Linked DNA regions of Zea mays: region 1 is linked to region 2. The links are chromatin contacts, called in public Hi-C maps. All regions are on one chromosome and are shown on one strand. Each heading gives the region's core, a stretch centred on a gene start, on an enhancer-like site or on the middle of the called end of the contact. The rest is flanking DNA. Distances are from core to core; before and after follow the strand shown.

Region 1 (3,869 bases), core at 731-3,230, 260 kb before region 2:
TTACTATGTTTAAACATTTAAATAATAGCCAGAAATATAATAATACCATGCATTAAGACTAGGTGCACGCAAAAAATTGTTTAAAATACAAAAAAACAAGACACTTATTTATCCTAACGAAAACCTTCCAAAGAAAACAAAAGGAAAAATATTTATACAAGAAATAACAAAACAATACATTTTAAACTCGGCCAGGGAGGGAAAGACCGACATCCCGGTATTATATTAAGAAGAGACTGAAACATGGTCTCGGCCGAGAAAATCCCCGAACCCTGGCCTTCATCATTAGCGGGCCGTCACTGTCCACTCTGCAACGGCCCAATCGGAGGATGGCGCACAGGACATAACCCGAGAGCGGGCGGGGCACAACGAGGGGATTTTTTTAACCAAGCCCGATATTCGCCCCCGAGGGGGATCGAACCCGGGACCTGGAGGTGCTACTCGAAAGCCTTAACAATACATTTTTAACCATTACGCTAGAGGCCCTTTCGCCAAAACAATACATTTTGCTACGTTTGGAGTAGTAGTTGAAGGAAACAATTGGTTACCTCATGGCAGATTTCACAGATTATATCTCCTTTCTCATTGCACCAACGTTGCACACATTCCCTGTGAGCATACTGTGCAAACAAATGTGGTATAAAAAAATTAGCAAACAGATTTATGCAATGCTTGGCTCGTACAGGATGGCAAAAGACAAACTTAGGTAAGCAGTTAGACCACTTGTAAACAATGACAATGACCAAAGTCTTCAGTTGAAGGCAACCCAGACAAGATACCAAGCCCTTGTGACTCGTTTGTTAACCTTGCAAAAAGTAGCTAACAGTAATGGAAAAGGAAGTCCTACTCTTTAAGCAACATCGACGATAAAACCAGGCATGCTTTTGTCTACTCATAATAGCATCAGTTTGTGCAACTACTTTTTCATGAAAATATCATGAACCACAGCACCCAACTGGATTTTATATCACAAAAAGTGAAGAGGAATCTAATATGGTGATTTATCTGAAAAGCCACATCATCTGAAGTAACAACTTATACAGAGTGCAATAATTAGTAATCAGCATGGAATCTAACAGCTATGTTACGTCCTAACAACGATTCAGGTGAAGTTTCAATGCGATATTTTACTTTTGTTGATGCTAGCATTTTAGATACTTAGATTTAAGAATTTCTCATCTATGAATTGACAATAGAAGGAACCAGAGGCAAACAGCATAAGCAACATGGGATGGATCCAGAATCTCTGGTTTGAAGAGAAATAAGGCAGCACGCACCTTGAGGCTGCCGCTGCAAGCACAGGGGCTCTCGAGGTTCTTTGCGAGGTCCTCCTCCTGGCAAATGCGGCACTCCACCATCCCAGCCAGCGCCTTCATTTCCTCCTTGCCGCCGGACAATAGCCCCGCTGCCTCACCGACTCGGGACGCAACGAGCTCCCCAACATCCACAGCGACATGATCCCCCATGCGAGCAAAGCAAATCGCCCCCAAAGCCTCACGCCAAACAGCACAACCCTCTAGAGGATCTCGTGTCCTGCCGTCCAACGAACCCAGGGAATCATCAAAACGGGAACCAATCCACCGCCAATCAAATGTAATGAAGGGGGACAAAATTGACACTAAAACCCTAGAAATTTCGTTTCGGGGGTTGAACCGAAGTCGAAGACAAGACGATTTGGGCGACTCCTGGATCGAATCGAAGCCCTCGTCTGGATAAATTCCACAAAACGCAAGGTTGAGTTATGATGCAAGCTTGTGAATTAGCAGGGGCTTGTACCTCGGCGAATCAGCTGAGAGGAAGGCACGCACTCCCTCTTCCGAAATATCTCTACGAGGAAGAAGAAAAAATAGGCCTATTTTCCGCACTTCGTTTGCGTTCGTCTCGCGTGGTGGCCTCGCGGCATTTTTATCGATCGCCGCATGACGGAGCCGTCAGTTCGCCAGTGGACATCGTTTCTTTTGTGACTGTGAGCTCGCACACACCAGACGTCGTGCAAACCTCTAATACTTATGTTTGTACCATAGTCGTCCACATTCTAGGCGCACGGTCCTGCTCGGCTGCTTACCTGCCGCGCGCGTCCCCACCACCACCCCGCCCACACCACCCAACACCGCCGTTCTATTCCTCTCTCTCCCGCAATCCCCGCTCTCTCTCCCGCAATCCTCATCCTCTCTCGCCAGTGCCCTCCTCTCTCGCCAGATCGCCGCCCGGCCATCCCACGCCACGCGCCGCGGCCAGCCATTGATGGATCCACATCTGCCACGCCCGTTCGTCGTCGGCGCCCCACATCGATCCCCGCATATCGATGGTGCCCCCTTCCATAGTTGACGTGCTTGCTACTGTTGTCCATATTAAGGATTTTCCCTTTATTAAATAAAAAGAGAGAGGAGGGGGCCAGTCGGGTGGGCCGCTACAAGGCCCATCTGACCGAGCAGCCCACCGGCTGGCAGGCGGCTAGGGCATGAAGAGACCACGGCTTGGAGATCGTGGAGGACGAGCAGAGCAAAATTTGCTTCCTGGCGGCGCTCTGCAGGTGGTTAAGGGCTCGCCCGAGATCCATGGCGCCCCCTGCTCAATCTCCTCGAGCCTGGCTTCTTAAGTATGGAGATTTACTCCCTGCTGGGTATCTAGCCGAAAAATCCCAGCTCTCTGTTCCTATTTCTCCTCTCGATTCTAGTCACGGTTTGGATCGATTCCTTCGATTCTTGGTGTTCTGGTGTAAATCTTGCTGGTGGAAGGTGGAGGGAGCACTGCTTGTGCGCAGTGAGGTTCTCCTGCTCTCTGTTGTTCCATCTGTGCACCTGTGTGGTGCGCAGTCTGTACTGATTATTGTCCACCGTGGCCTGGTGCCTGGGCTCCCTGCTGCGCGGTGTTCGTCTTCTCGGGCTGGTGCCGTGGACGTCTCCTTCGGCTCCGGCAGCGGCTCTAGTATCTCCGTCAACCTCCCGCCGTGCAGGCCCGGACGTGGGCGGCGGAATTGGTTTTCTGGGACAGAACCTTGTGTTCGCTGAGCTGGTCTTCCCACGTAGACAATCTACGTGCTGTGAGTTATTCGTTGCCTCATTTTATTTACTGTTTAATTTTGTGCAATCTGCTAGTATTAAATACTTGGTTGTGATTGCACTGTTGTGGGCGGATTTGTGTGCTCGATGATGATAGCGGTGTAGTGAGACAGCGTGACAGTCTGGGTTTTAGTGTATTATCATTTTCATCATTGATATTATTTGTGCCTAATTAAATCTCTCTTCGTTGAGGCTGTTTACCTGTGTTAAATTCTGTTAATTTATTTAGTAGACATCTCCTTTCTATCAGTATTTATATTTGATTATTAGGCTTATTACATCTGATCTAAAACCCTTATTTGGTAAGATACGACTGTCACGTTAGTCGAGGATCTCTAATCACCTCTTAGTGTTGGAGGGCTGTTTATTACAGCAACCCGCTATTTTGAGAGCAATAGTTTAAGATAAATAATTATGTTTATTTGTTTAATCTGCCTTCTTCATCTGCAAGCCATGTTTAATTATGAAATGGACCTGTGTAGCTATTTTACATGTTTACATGTCTTAGAATTGCTACTGTTCATTGCTGCTATAATTTCATATGGTATTTATCTGAGTTATATGATTGTTTTATTCGGAATTAAAATATTTAATATATATAAATATGTAGAAAGCATGTCACTTATTTCTCTAAATTTACAACAATCCAGAAAACCAATTCTTATAATGGCCTCCAGTTCTGATGTCATTAAGTCTGAAGCGTTCGACGGCGCTAGCTTTAAGCGCTGGCAGATTAAGACTCGCATGTGGCTCACTGACCTAAAATTATTTTGGGTAGTGACATCGGCTGTTCCCCAGGCTGCATCA
Region 2 (3,669 bases), core at 264-2,763:
TGGAGAAGCAATAGGGGGATTCAGGCCACTCACGACATGAGGTAGGTGCTGAACGTGTACCACACCAGGATGTAGAACTCGGTCTTGGGCACAACAATAGGCGCCGACGAGGTGCGCTCCGCACGCTCCATCGACTCAAGCTTGGTGGTAGACTCACTAGGCTGAAGCCTCCCGCCCGAGATGGCACATCCCCGCAGGGTCCATCGGCAAGCTTACGACAGCGAGAGTCGGGCACGGGTGGAGGCGCCGCGAGCGAGAGGCTTATCTTCTCCTCCAATCGGACCTAGTACACTTGAAATTGGTTCAGATCTGAATAAAAATGGCTTAATCGCGCCGGTGCCGAGGCCCTCACCAGTCACCACCCCTCCCCCCTTGCGTCTGTCCCCCGCTTGCCGCCACCGCCGCTGCCCGCTCGCGATCCTTCCCCCTTTTTAACGCTCCCGCGGCCTCGCGTCGTGCTCCCTTTTGTCGCCACTGCCTTCGTGCCCGTACTCGCGGGTTCTCCTCGCTCCTCAATATCCGCGCCTGGGCGCGGCGTTCGCGGGATCTAGGCGCGGGACGGTGCCCCCGACGGTCGATGGCGCGGGCGGCGCTCCAGTGTTGGGCACAACAACAGGCGTCTAGCTGCCTCACCGTAGATGAAACATACCAAGCGGCGGCGGCATAGCGGGGGCGGGGGTCGGGTGTTGAGGAGGAGGCGAAGGAACTCCGCTGCGGTGAGGCTGACAGCGCGGTGGTGAAGCTGTGTTAGGGTTTAGGTGGAGAAGAACCTGCATCTCGCGGGGATCCAAGGCTGGCAGGGCTAGCGTCACCGAGGGTGGGGGTTGCGGTTAGGGGCGTGGACGGGGGCGGGGTCCTAGGAGGCAGGGCTCGTGTTGATGGCGGATCAGCGTTGATGGCGGGGAGCAGAGGGGAGGAGGGTGAGGGATCCGCGGCGCGACAACCAGACTTGGCAGAACCGTGCACCAAAGTGACTGTGGACGCCTACACTCCATTCTTAAGGAATAGTAGAGATAATCTGAACCCATAATCTATGTGTTTGTTTATCTGCTATATATTTGCGTTGGATTATATAATCTGGAGATATTATAATCCGAAACAAACAGGGTCTAAGAGCAACTCCAAAAGGATGTTAAAAATTTTACCCAAAAATTGATTATTAAGAGTAGGCTAAAAAGTTTTAAGAGTGAATCATGATGGATACTCCAACAGTTCCTCTAAATGTGACATGTGGCGCAATCTATACAGTCGTCAGGAGACTGTAGATGATCCGATACGTTGAGGAATAGATTGAGGAAGAATGAAATACACTAAAATATAAGGGAGATGATGCTGTGAATGCGGGACACAAATTTTTTGGAAGAATGAGCGAGCTGTTAGAATAAAATAATCACTATTCTCTGTTTTAGAGTTAATTTACAAGTTATTTTAGAGTTGCTCTAAATCGGGTGTCTAATTGGCTCGTTCCTTTTCATGCGGCCGAACACATGTCGTCCCGCGCCGCGCCCCACTCGATCCTTAGGGTTAGGGTTTTAGAAAAACCCCAGCGAGTGGACAGTCCCGCGTATCCGACGGCTCGACACATCCGAAGCCGACACAACACTTCACGAGCGCGAATCTCAGCACTGCCCTCTATAATAGAGCTCGCGCGGGCATCGCGGCCATCTTCCCAGCTCCGCCTCCTTTTCCTGCCTTCCTCCTCACTAGTCGCTCCCCCGCGGCTCGCGCAGGCGGGCGACACAACGAGGCTAAATCCCTATCGCGAGGAGGCGTGTGAGGCCAGCGGCTTTGCGATGACAGCACCAGCGGACAAGGGGAAGAAGGCCAAGACTGATGCCGACGGCGGCGAGGAGAACGAACAGATCGACGGCGTCCTCGTCCTCTCCATCGAGAAGCTCCAGGAGATACAGGACGAGCTCGAGAAGGTCAGCCGCAAGCCTCTTCTTCCTATCCTTCGTGCGGTGGAACACCGCTGCGGATGTGTATGCGGGAATTTTCCGGCACTGAACAGTAACGGTTCGGTGGTTGCTATTTTTGTTCGAGCACTATACTAATTGTGCCACTCGAGAGCAGAGGATGGAGTTCTGGTGGTAGTCTGTAGCTAGAGCGTAGGAATCTTGTGTCCTGGCTGATAGGTAAGGTGCTTCTGGTAGCTAAACGTAGTAACTATATATTGCAGAATTTTTTTATAGCTTTAGGGGGTGTTTGAATGCACTAGAGCTAATAGTTAATGCCTAAAATTAGTTGAAACATCCAAACATCCTAGCTAATAGTTCAGCTATTGGCTATTTTTGGTAAATTAGTTAATAGTTAGGTAGTAATTTCATTAACAATTTTTAGCCAACTAACTATTAGTTCTAGTGCATTCAAACACCCCAGAAAACACGTCTATTTTAATCACAGCATTTTGGTAGGTGATTTTGATGTGGATACTGTGTAACTTTTGATGCTCGAGGCTGCGTGTTCATGTGGAACTTTTTATGCTGTCTTTATAACCAGAATTAAGCAACAAAGATCATACGCTCAAAAACACTTCCCTTATCTCATTTGTTCATTGCACGCCCTGATATCCGACGTCATTCAGCCAGGGCAATAGGGCATACATCATCATCAACAGCAACAAAGCCTTTTAGTCCCTAAGCAACTCGGGGCAGGCTAGAGTTGAAACCTAATCGGAACGACAAGTCAACATTGGGGCACAAGATTAATCTTCGGGTATATTCCATCATATCAAGTCCTTTTTAGTGCCTCTTCCCATGTCAACTTCAGCCTTTTTCTATCTCTCTTTCCATTGTTATTGCGCCTTAGGATCCCACTACGCACTCGTGCCTTTAGAGGTCTCCATTAGATATCTCCAAACCATCTCAGCTGGTGTTGGAGCTTTTCTTCAATTGGTGCTACCCCTATCCTATCGCCCATATCATTGTTCCGGACTTGATCCCTTGTATCAGCCATGACATTAAATTTTTGTTGGAAAAAGAATGCCTTTTTAAGACAAGTCGATCATTGGTTCTGAGCCTTTACTATTTACTATGGAGGTTTTGTCAATGAAACATAGTACTGTGATGCTTATGGTGCTTTTGTTAATTGCTTACAGGTAAATGAGGAAGCAAGTGACAAGGTTATGGAGGTGGAGCAGAAATACAGTGAGATCCGCAGACCTGTCTATCTCAAGAGGGGTGACATTATCAAGACCATCCCGGACTTTTGGCTCACAGCGGTTCGTTAGCTACTCTGTGCTATACAAATGTGTATTTCTGTCGGAAGTGTTTACAGATGCATGTGATTCTAATCTGTTGTGTTATGTGCTGTTACACTACAGTTTATGAGCCATCCTCTATTAAGTGAGCTTCTGACTGAAGAGGACCAGAAGGTATTTTATACCTCGAAACAATTTATGCCTCAATCCCTTAAAATTATGAATATTTAACTGGAAAGCAAAAGAAACCTTTTGGATTTAAAACCAGCTTTGTGGATCTATCTATGTATGTAACATAGAGTTATCTTATGATCCTGCAGATATTCAAGTACTTAGACTCCATTGATGTGGATGATTCTGATGTTAAGGCAGGATACTCCATTCATCTTGTAAGTATCATTTCTCAGTCAATTGTAGTTTCCACATTGGTTTACCTGTATTGACTTGTTTCATTGAAAAAAAAACTGGCA

The links. A called contact is a pair of places that touch in the nucleus more often than the background predicts.
Region 1: a contact with region 2 is called in a Hi-C map of ear, with 2.6 times the contacts expected there. The contact joins the promoter of LOC100281338 here to the promoter of LOC541933 in region 2. A contact is called at or near these places in 5 of 25 Hi-C or Micro-C datasets (ear, endosperm, leaf and 1 more).

Annotation. Positions count from the first base shown.
Region 1 is chr4:130,232,399-130,236,267 of Zm-B73-REFERENCE-NAM-5.0, reverse strand. LOC100281338 reads right to left here and starts at 1,980. Exons shown (of 8, transcript NM_001159478.2): 1 at 1,777-1,980; 2 at 1,278-1,533; 3 at 549-620. The coding sequence starts at 1,466. It overlaps LOC118477070, which reads left to right and starts at 2,306. Exons shown (of 5, transcript XM_035967608.1): 1 at 2,306-2,341; 2 at 2,739-2,846. The coding sequence starts at 2,306.
Region 2 is chr4:129,971,258-129,974,926 of Zm-B73-REFERENCE-NAM-5.0, reverse strand. LOC541933 (NAP1-related protein 2) reads left to right here and starts at 1,513. Exons shown (of 10, transcript NM_001111596.2): 1 at 1,513-1,925; 2 at 3,098-3,220; 3 at 3,323-3,373; 4 at 3,520-3,588. The coding sequence starts at 1,794.